Regions from separate parts of the Sus scrofa genome. Here region 1 is linked to region 2. Evidence: chromatin contacts called from public HiChIP or PLAC-seq data. All regions are on one chromosome and are shown on one strand. The core of a region is the stretch at or near the end of the contact, and the rest is flanking DNA. Distances in the headings are between cores, read along the strand shown. Region 1 has its middle 27 kb from the start of CPN2. Region 2 overlaps LOC102164131 (a long non-coding RNA gene).

What was found. HiChIP or PLAC-seq counts read pairs in DNA pulled down with a chosen protein or histone mark.
Region 1: a contact with region 2 is called in an H3K27ac HiChIP or PLAC-seq map of skeletal muscle. The contact joins two enhancer-like sites. A contact is called at or near these places in 1 of 47 Hi-C or Micro-C datasets (subcutaneous adipose tissue) and 1 of 2 datasets of contacts at active chromatin or transcription factors (skeletal muscle).

What each region holds. Positions count from the first base shown.
Region 1 is chr13:131,308,256-131,312,389 of Sscrofa11.1, reverse strand. No RefSeq gene overlaps it. Among named protein-coding and RNA genes, the nearest start is that of CPN2, 27 kb to the left of the region's middle. Within about 2 kb of position 1,414, at least 19 of the 83 cell types and tissues checked have an H3K27ac peak or open chromatin away from gene starts, as enhancers often do. A contact at or near this core is called in skeletal muscle, where this site is marked.
Region 2 is chr13:131,097,924-131,101,703 of Sscrofa11.1, reverse strand. It overlaps LOC102164131 (a long non-coding RNA gene), which reads left to right. Exons shown (of 8, transcript XR_002337825.1): 7 at 959-1,068; 8 at 1,199-3,780. Among named protein-coding and RNA genes, the nearest start is that of HES1, 36 kb to the left of the region's middle. Within about 2 kb of position 2,118, at least 27 of the 83 cell types and tissues checked have an H3K27ac peak or open chromatin away from gene starts, as enhancers often do. A contact at or near this core is called in skeletal muscle, where this site is marked.

The sequences.
Region 1 (4,134 bases), core at 165-2,664, 210 kb before region 2:
TGCTTTATCGGTCAGGGCCGTTGCAAGTCCCTCCCAGATCCAAGAGGAGGGGACATAGACCCCTCACAGTGGAAGGTGTGTCCGTCACATGGGCAGGAGATGCTATGGGTAGCCTAAATACATGGGAGTGGCCGTCTTTGGAGAATATGATCTGCTACGCCTGCCCATCCAGGAAGGAGCCAGGGTCAGAGGGTAAGAGGAAGCCTTCTGGAGGCAGTGATGCTTGAACAGAGGCTTAAAGGCTGGAGAAGATAAGATATGTGGGAGGGGAGGGAAGGAGAGACTCCAGGTGGAGGGGCAAGGTCCACTGAGGGAGGGCCCAGGAGTGGAAGCCTGGTGAGTTGGGGGCAACCACAAGCCCTTCTGTGATGCTGGGGTGGTTTGTATGGGGCTGGGTGTGCTGGGAGGTGGGGCTGAAGAGTTGGAGGGGCTTAGCCTGCAGTTCATGAGCAGGGGTTGTCAGTTCTTCTAAGAATCAGGCCCTCTCCCAGGAAAAATACCCATTGGACTTTGTACACCATTTCAGGGACCCGGGTCAAGGCCCCCAGCCCCAGAGGACCTCAGAGGGATCCCTTCCTGTCTTGTGTTCTGTGGAGCCAGCTTGGGCCCTGAACTTGCCAGCGGTCTCTCTCTGCAGGTGTGTAATCTTAGGTGGCCCCAGGAGCATGTGTCAGACTCAAGCCCAATGCCTCACTCAGCCACTTGGCATCACCGAGCCCAGGCTGACCCTCCTGACTCAGAGAGAGCCTGTGGGGGATGTATGCTCTCTGTTCTACAGGCAGGAAGCCAAGGCCCAGAGAATATTGTTCACTTGCCCAAAGTCACACAGCCATCAGGATAGGGATGATGACGTGGGTCTGACAGCCTCTCCGGGCCAGCCCATTTCCCCCGTGGCATCCTTTCTCCCGACACAGGGCCCTACATATCCCTGCGCCACATGACACCACCTTGCCCTGCCCCACCCAGGAGGCTCAGCTCTGGGACCATGTGTCTCAGGCATGAGTCAGCTTTTGCCTCTGCTGGGAGCCATACCAAGCCTTCCACACCCGCCTGTCCGGCCCTCCAAGCCTCTGTCTCCAGTGCTTGCTGGATACCTTTCCAGGGAGGCCCCTCATGCTTAAATCTGCACTCACCTCTGCTCACCCCAGCTGCCTCTCTAGTCCTGTTCTAGGGATTTCCTGTCTTGGGCTTTCAAGTAGGTGTGGCCCATAGCAGATGGCTGGGGAGAAGTCGGGGTATTTCTTTCACACTTTCTGCTCTAGGAAGCATCTCCAGCGGGGCCTGGGTCTCCTCCCTGGCCCCAGCTCCCACTATCCGGGCTTGCTCTGGTTTCTGCTGGGCTGGGTTGCTCCTGGCCTCTGAGCTCTACCTAATGCTGCCACACCTCTTCCTCCCTCCTGCTCTAGGTGGCGCCAGTGGCCTTGTCCCATTGCTAACCTCTGTGCTGCCTCTGCATCTTCTTTGGCCTCTCAGCTTTCACATCACTATGCAACCAATCCCCTGTATTAAATTTCCTCTGTTTGGGATACCCGTGGGCTTCCTGCTGCCCAGCTAGACCCCTTCCTTTCCCAGAGGATGGCACCAAGTCAGTGTTCAGTCCCTGACCTCAGTGACCCCCACCCAACTAGTCTCTGAGTCAGAAGACAGTGCTTCTGGAAACCTCTTGTGCCCAGACCCCCATCCCACACCACCCCCTTCCCCACTCCCTTCTGCTGCAGCCTTGAACTTCAGCTCCTTATCACCTCTGGCCTGGATGACCCCAGCAGCCTCCCACCAGGGCACCCTACCAGGCTACCCTCCCCACAGTGGCCCAGGGGCTTTAGACAGAGCCCAAGGGCCTACACCTTAGATCTAACCTTTCTCATCTGGTCCCATGCCGCCTTCCAGCCCTGGCCATCCTCCACACCCCCGTCCTTCCCTGTGCCCCCTACACCCACAACCACAGCAGACTAATCATTTCCCAGACATACCACGCGTGGCTCCCTCTACCCTGAGCTCACCTATTCCCTCTGCCCAGACCAGCTACTCTTTTCTACTGGTAAATGTTTATTGATTCTTTAAGACCTACAGCAGGTGCTGCCTCCTCTAGGGTGAAACACATCCCTCCTCGTTCTGCCTTCCATGGCCCTGGATCAGTCCCCTTAAGGGCTTTTCTCATGTGGGACATGAGTTTCTCAGGGCTGGGACCCTGTCCAAGCCCTCCTTGTACCCAGGCACCTCGCCCTTACATGAGGTCAGTCAGTCTTTTTTTGGCTGGCGTGGAAAGTGCTGTTGGGATCAGCTGGCCTCCTAATCCCTTGGCCATGGCGCCTGCCCAGGTCCCTTTCCTGTTTGAACCACCAGCCAGAGTCAGGGGCCTCTCCTCCCAGGACACCAAGGCTGTACATTTCATTGTCATTCTCAGTGATCTTGGTTAATGTTTAAGTTCAGGTTCTTTGTTTTCTGTAAAGCCCATAACAGGGTGGTGGAGCTGGGAATTGTAAAAGTCCACAAGAGGAAAACTTGACTCAACAATTACAAATTGAAGATTCCCCCTCACCCCTCCCCAGTGTTTGGGTGGGGGACGAATGGAAAGGAAGACGATGTTGAAATGTAGCCCTTCGAAATGCTATATAACCTTATACAGAACTGTGCGTGATTCTCTTACACAGGCTCTCAAGCTAGAGCTTTGCACATCAGCAATTTGCTGGACTCTAGACTCAGCCTTCCTGAAACTCCCATCGGTGTCTGTTTCCTGCATCACACCTCAGATGGCTTCCCGTGGGATCCTGGATAGAACCCAAACCCATCAACTTTAAATTCAAGTCCCCCTTCCCCCTCTCCGGGTAGCTTCGGCTGCCTCTTTTCCAGCCAGACATCCTGTTTACAGCTCCCAGACAGGACACAAGTTGGGGGTCTCACCTTTTGAGGACAGGGCAGAGGAGTGGTTCAGAGTGTGAGGTCCAAATTTGGACATGTTCAGGCTCCCTCATGCTTGGGCTGTGATGGCCATGCAGCCTCCAGGAAGCCCACTCTGATTTCCCCTCCCCACACCATGCATCCCTCCAGTGTCCACCCGCTCCAAATGCCATCCCTCCTCCCACCCACTCCAAATGCCATCCCTCCTCCCACTCCCCCGAACAGCACAACCTCCTCGTGTTACCTATTTCGTGGTCATTTATTTGTGTGTTTTTCTGTTCTCTCCACCCGGACTCTCTGTGCCCCTTAGAGTGCCTGCATGAATAATGACCAAAAAAAGACAGAAACCCACCAGGAGCTGCAGCCAGAGCTGACCATCCAGCCCACTTTGGGGACTTTGTGCTCAGTGCACCCCACCTCTAAGACAGGTGTCTATGAGGTGGGCCTCTGATCTGTCTCTTCCCTGAGAAGTCAGAGGAATAATTGTGAACAAAAAATGAGTATGACTCTTGACAAACCTAGGCTCAGTGGCTGACACCCAACTCTCAAAGCCAGCCCCTCCCTGTGTCATCTCTGCAGGCCACCTCCCACTGTGTTCTCCGGTGCAGTTTTCCTGTGTTTCTGCACCCTGCCTCAGCGCACGCCCAGGCAGATAGGACAGGAAAGACCTGGGCCTCCACAGGCCCCCTCTGAAGTTCATAAGGTGCCTGACCTATGGAGGAGTAAGGTCATAGCTCACAAGGACCACCCCCTGAGGAAGAAGAGGGGGTGAGTACATGAACTTTGGGCACCCAGGATAATTGACCCTGGGCAAATTCTTTCCTTTCTCTGGGCCTCTTTTTCCCCATCTGTCGTTCAAGAGAATTGGCTCAGGTAATCTGGAACATTCCATCTAGCTCTCTGATCCAGAGATTTTTTTTTTTTTTTCTGTATCTGTGGCCTATGGAAATTCCCAGGCCAGGAAAGGAATCTGATCTGGAGCTGCAGCCTACACCACAGCTGCAGCAACACTGAATCCTTAACCCACTGTCTACAGCAGGAACTCCGCCTCTGATCCAAGGATTTTGGGGGAAGCTGTAGGGAGGGTTTGTCAGCACTCAGCACAGCCTGATCATAGGAGGCCTGACCAAACAGTAATCAGAGCAGCACTTCTAAACCCTGATGCAGCTAGATAAAATGCAGACTCTGATTCAGCGGATCCGAGATGGGGCCTCAAATCTGCATTTCTAGCAAGTC
Region 2 (3,780 bases), core at 869-3,368:
GGTCTTCTGTCTTTTTAGGGCCGCACCCACTGCATATAGAGGTTCCCAGGCTAGGGGTCTAATCGGAGCTACAGCTGCTGGCCACAGCCACAGCCATAGCAACACCAGATCCGAGCCGTGTCTTCGACCTACACCACAGCTCACGGCAATGCCAGATCCTTAACCCACTGAGCAAGGCCAGGGATCCTACCCTCATGCTTGTGGATGCTAGTCGGGTTCGTTAACCACTGAGCCACGACGAGAACTCTGGGCACAATCAGTTCTGATTGAAATTCAGGGCTGGGCAGGTCAGCAGAGTCTTTGCTGAGACTTTGGCATCAAGCTTATGTTGGTGTGAGGCAGGTGGAGGAGGGAGAGAAGGTCCTTCTAGACAGAGGCCTTGAGGTATGAAAGAGGGTGGGGGGTAGGGGCGGGCCCTGAGTTCCCCAGTCTAACAAGAGCAACTAGAGTGACAGTGTGTTTGCAGATGGCCCCATGATTTGAGCGGTAAGTGTGGACAGGAGAGGTCTTGCTTCCTATTTTGCCTCTTTGGGAGCCTATGGGCTGGTTTATTTCAGTCTCCAGTTCCAGGTGAGCAATTGGCCTGAGAGTTATTATCCTGCCTACGCTGTCAGTTGCCTCAGGGGAAGACACCGGGTTTTGGGGTGTTTTTTTTATTTGTTTGTTTTTCTTTTTATTCCTCATCTACTCTGGTGGGTGAGGTTTGTTGCCAACACTGAGGTCCTATATCCTAAGAGTTTAACATAACACTGAGTAGTGGGGATTTCCTTAAGGAAGGGTAGTAGGTTTCTAGATCTGTCATTTATTTTTACGACCCAGTTGGAAAGGCAAGTTGGCACTTATGGTGACTGAGGATTGAGTTGTCAGCATGTTTAGGAAATGGCCCAACCCCTCCACCAGCACCACTGACATCTCTCACTACCATGCTCTCCCCACTGCCACCCCACTGTGTCCACAGCCACAGAGGACACAGGCTCAGGGAGGCATGGCTCTTGGCCAGCGCGCAGAAGACAGAGGTCCAGACACCACCGAGGCCCAGTGATACATCTGGGAGAAGCGGCTCCCCAGGTAATGAAGCAGAAGGTATGGGTCTCTGGGCTCTGCCTGGTCACACCAGTGAGACCAGGAGTGAGCATGTGGGGACGCCGGGTGGCGTGTGCAGAGGCCGGCTTGGCATGGGCTCTATGTTCTCTTGCAGGCCAGCAGACTTTCAGCTTGACCTGAGGGCTGAGCTCGAACCAGCTTACCCCGTGCGTATACACCAGGCCTGACTGCAGCCCCGTGATGGGGAGGGGAAGGGCCCCTGGGCAGGGCTCCTCAGACTGGGAGGAGAGAGGCCCAGGGGATGTTCAGACTCCATTTGCAGAGCTAAGAAGCCAAAGGCAAGGACTTTGTCTTGCTTGTTTGGGACAGCGCCCGTAGGTCTCGAGTAAATATTTAACTAAACTTGCAAATAAGTGTTATCTGTCTCTGGCAAGGACATTGGGGCAAAAGGCTTTCTGTACCTCTGCCCTTGGTATTAGTGTTTATTCTCTTAACAGCAAGAGAGGCTCTTTCCTTTTCGCTGGCCCTGTTTTAGTTGTCTGTGGATGTAGGTGGCCAACGTGTAAAAGCTGTGACTCCAGGGTGGGTGTTGCTCTTGGTGGAGCTTCATTATAAATTGGAAAGAGCGTGATGCAGAAATACCCTGAGAGTAGCAGCCAGGTTGCGCTGGATTCCAATCTGGGCTCCTCCACTGATGAACTGTGATGCCAAGGAAAGGAACTTCACCGCTTCACGCCTCAATGTCCCCCTCCAGTCCTTCTCAAGTGACCTGCCCTCCTTGCTGGGTCTTGAGGACCGAAGGACACAGCGCAGTGACAGCTGCCGTGCGGGCGGGCTGGCTGACTCGGAACCTGCAAGTGGCCCAGCCCTCAGGGGTCTAGAAATGGAAACTCCGAAGGCTTTCAGTTCACAAGACCATTTCAATGTCAGAGCTGAGGCGAGCAAAGGAACTCGCGTCAACCCTTCATCAGCCAGGAAAGGAAACTGCAGCCAGGAACGCCCCACCCTGCGGGGCCCCTGTGGCCGCCACGCCTGTCCTCAGACCCACACAAACACCACCGAAGAGGGAGCCCCAGTGCCCTCAGGTTTCCTGGACCTATTCTCAGCACCCACCCTCCCTCCACCTGACCTGGCCTTTGTTTTCCTAGCCCCGGTCGCGTTGCCTTTTGGACTTGATCCTTGCCAGGTTCTTGCTGTGGCCTTGAATCCAGTTAAAAGTGCGGCGCTCTCACAGCTGGTGCATTGGTTCTGCTGCCTCTGGCACACACGCCTCCCTTTTCAGTGGGGCCAGGAGTACCGTGCGTCAGAAGAATGTTCCCCAGTCTCCTGGGGGCTGGCTTAGTTTCCGGGGTTGCATTTCCTTTCTCTCTCTCTCTTTCTCTCACTCGCTCGCTCTTGTATTTTTTTATAGCTGTGGGGAGCAGTATTTAAGGACTTTTTGGGTGAACATGCCATATGCCTTCTTTATCGAGCAGTAGGAATCAGCAGGAGGATAAAGGATGCTCTTAAAGTGACAGGAAGAAATCAAAAGGGCTCTCAGCCTCCCCGTCAGGGGGAAAATTCTAAGCAAGTTCCTGCCATCGATGACCGAATCTGCATCCTCTAGATGCTATGGGGTGTCCTGAAACATTCATTTCCCTGCTCTGAGCCTTCGTTTCCTTTTCGGTGAAGTGAAAACAACACTCCAATCTTGGCAATGTCGTCAGGTTGCTCCCTGGACCAGAGCAGATACTGGTTGAGGAAGTACTTGGGACGCTTGGGAAGCCCTGTGACCTTGACACAGGGCACCCATGTCGGTTCTCAGCCCCATCTGGGTTGGGATCTGTGTATCCTCCTCTGGGTCCATCAGTCCTGGTTGTGTTCAGCCGCCCCCTGCAGAGGCTTCTCCGTTTCCAGGATGAGAGAACAGCAGCCGTGAGTTCCATCTGCTCCTTCTTTCAGGCTCTTCTCCCAGATGAGTGTGACTTGTGGGTGGCAAGGAAGCTTAAGGGGGTATCAAGAGTTACTTTTCTGGGAGTCTCCAGGTAGGATCTCCCCTGGCAAAGATGCCTGAACTGAGGACCCTAATTCCCATCACCCCCAGTTAGAGGTGGCAGAGTAGTGTCCAGAGACATTACTGCGGGGGCAGACGTTGTAGGCAGGAAAAAACATCATAAAGGGCAGCCTTTTCCTATTGCCTAGGCAGTAACCTGGACACCAGTGGCATCTGCATAAGGCATTTACGCTCACCGTGAACGAACCAGGAGAAATGTCAGTAACTTCCTTAGAGAAAGCACTATCCATCTGGAAGTATTTACTCATTCATTCATTTGGTCGTTTATTCAGACATCTGTGGATTCTTCCACTGTGAAATATTTATCAAATACTTACTGTGTATCAGAGCTGTACTGAATCCTACACCCTTTGGGTCTCATTATTAGTCAGGATAAGTTAGGTAATGCTGTGGTAACAAATAACCCCAAATCTCAGTGGTTGGAATCAACACAAGTTTATTTCTTACTGGCAGTACATTCTCATTATAGCTCTTTGGGGGCTGTTCAGGGTTCAGGGTTGCCCACCCCATGGGTGCCCCACCCTCTTCTGATGCCACGATTTCGGCATGAATCCTTAGGGTTCACTGCAGCAGGGCGAGAGAGCAGGCACCAACTTCTAAGTGATTCTGTCTAGAAGTGACACACATCACTTCTGCTCATGTTTCACTGGCCAGAGGATGCCAGGTTGCCATACCTAACTTCA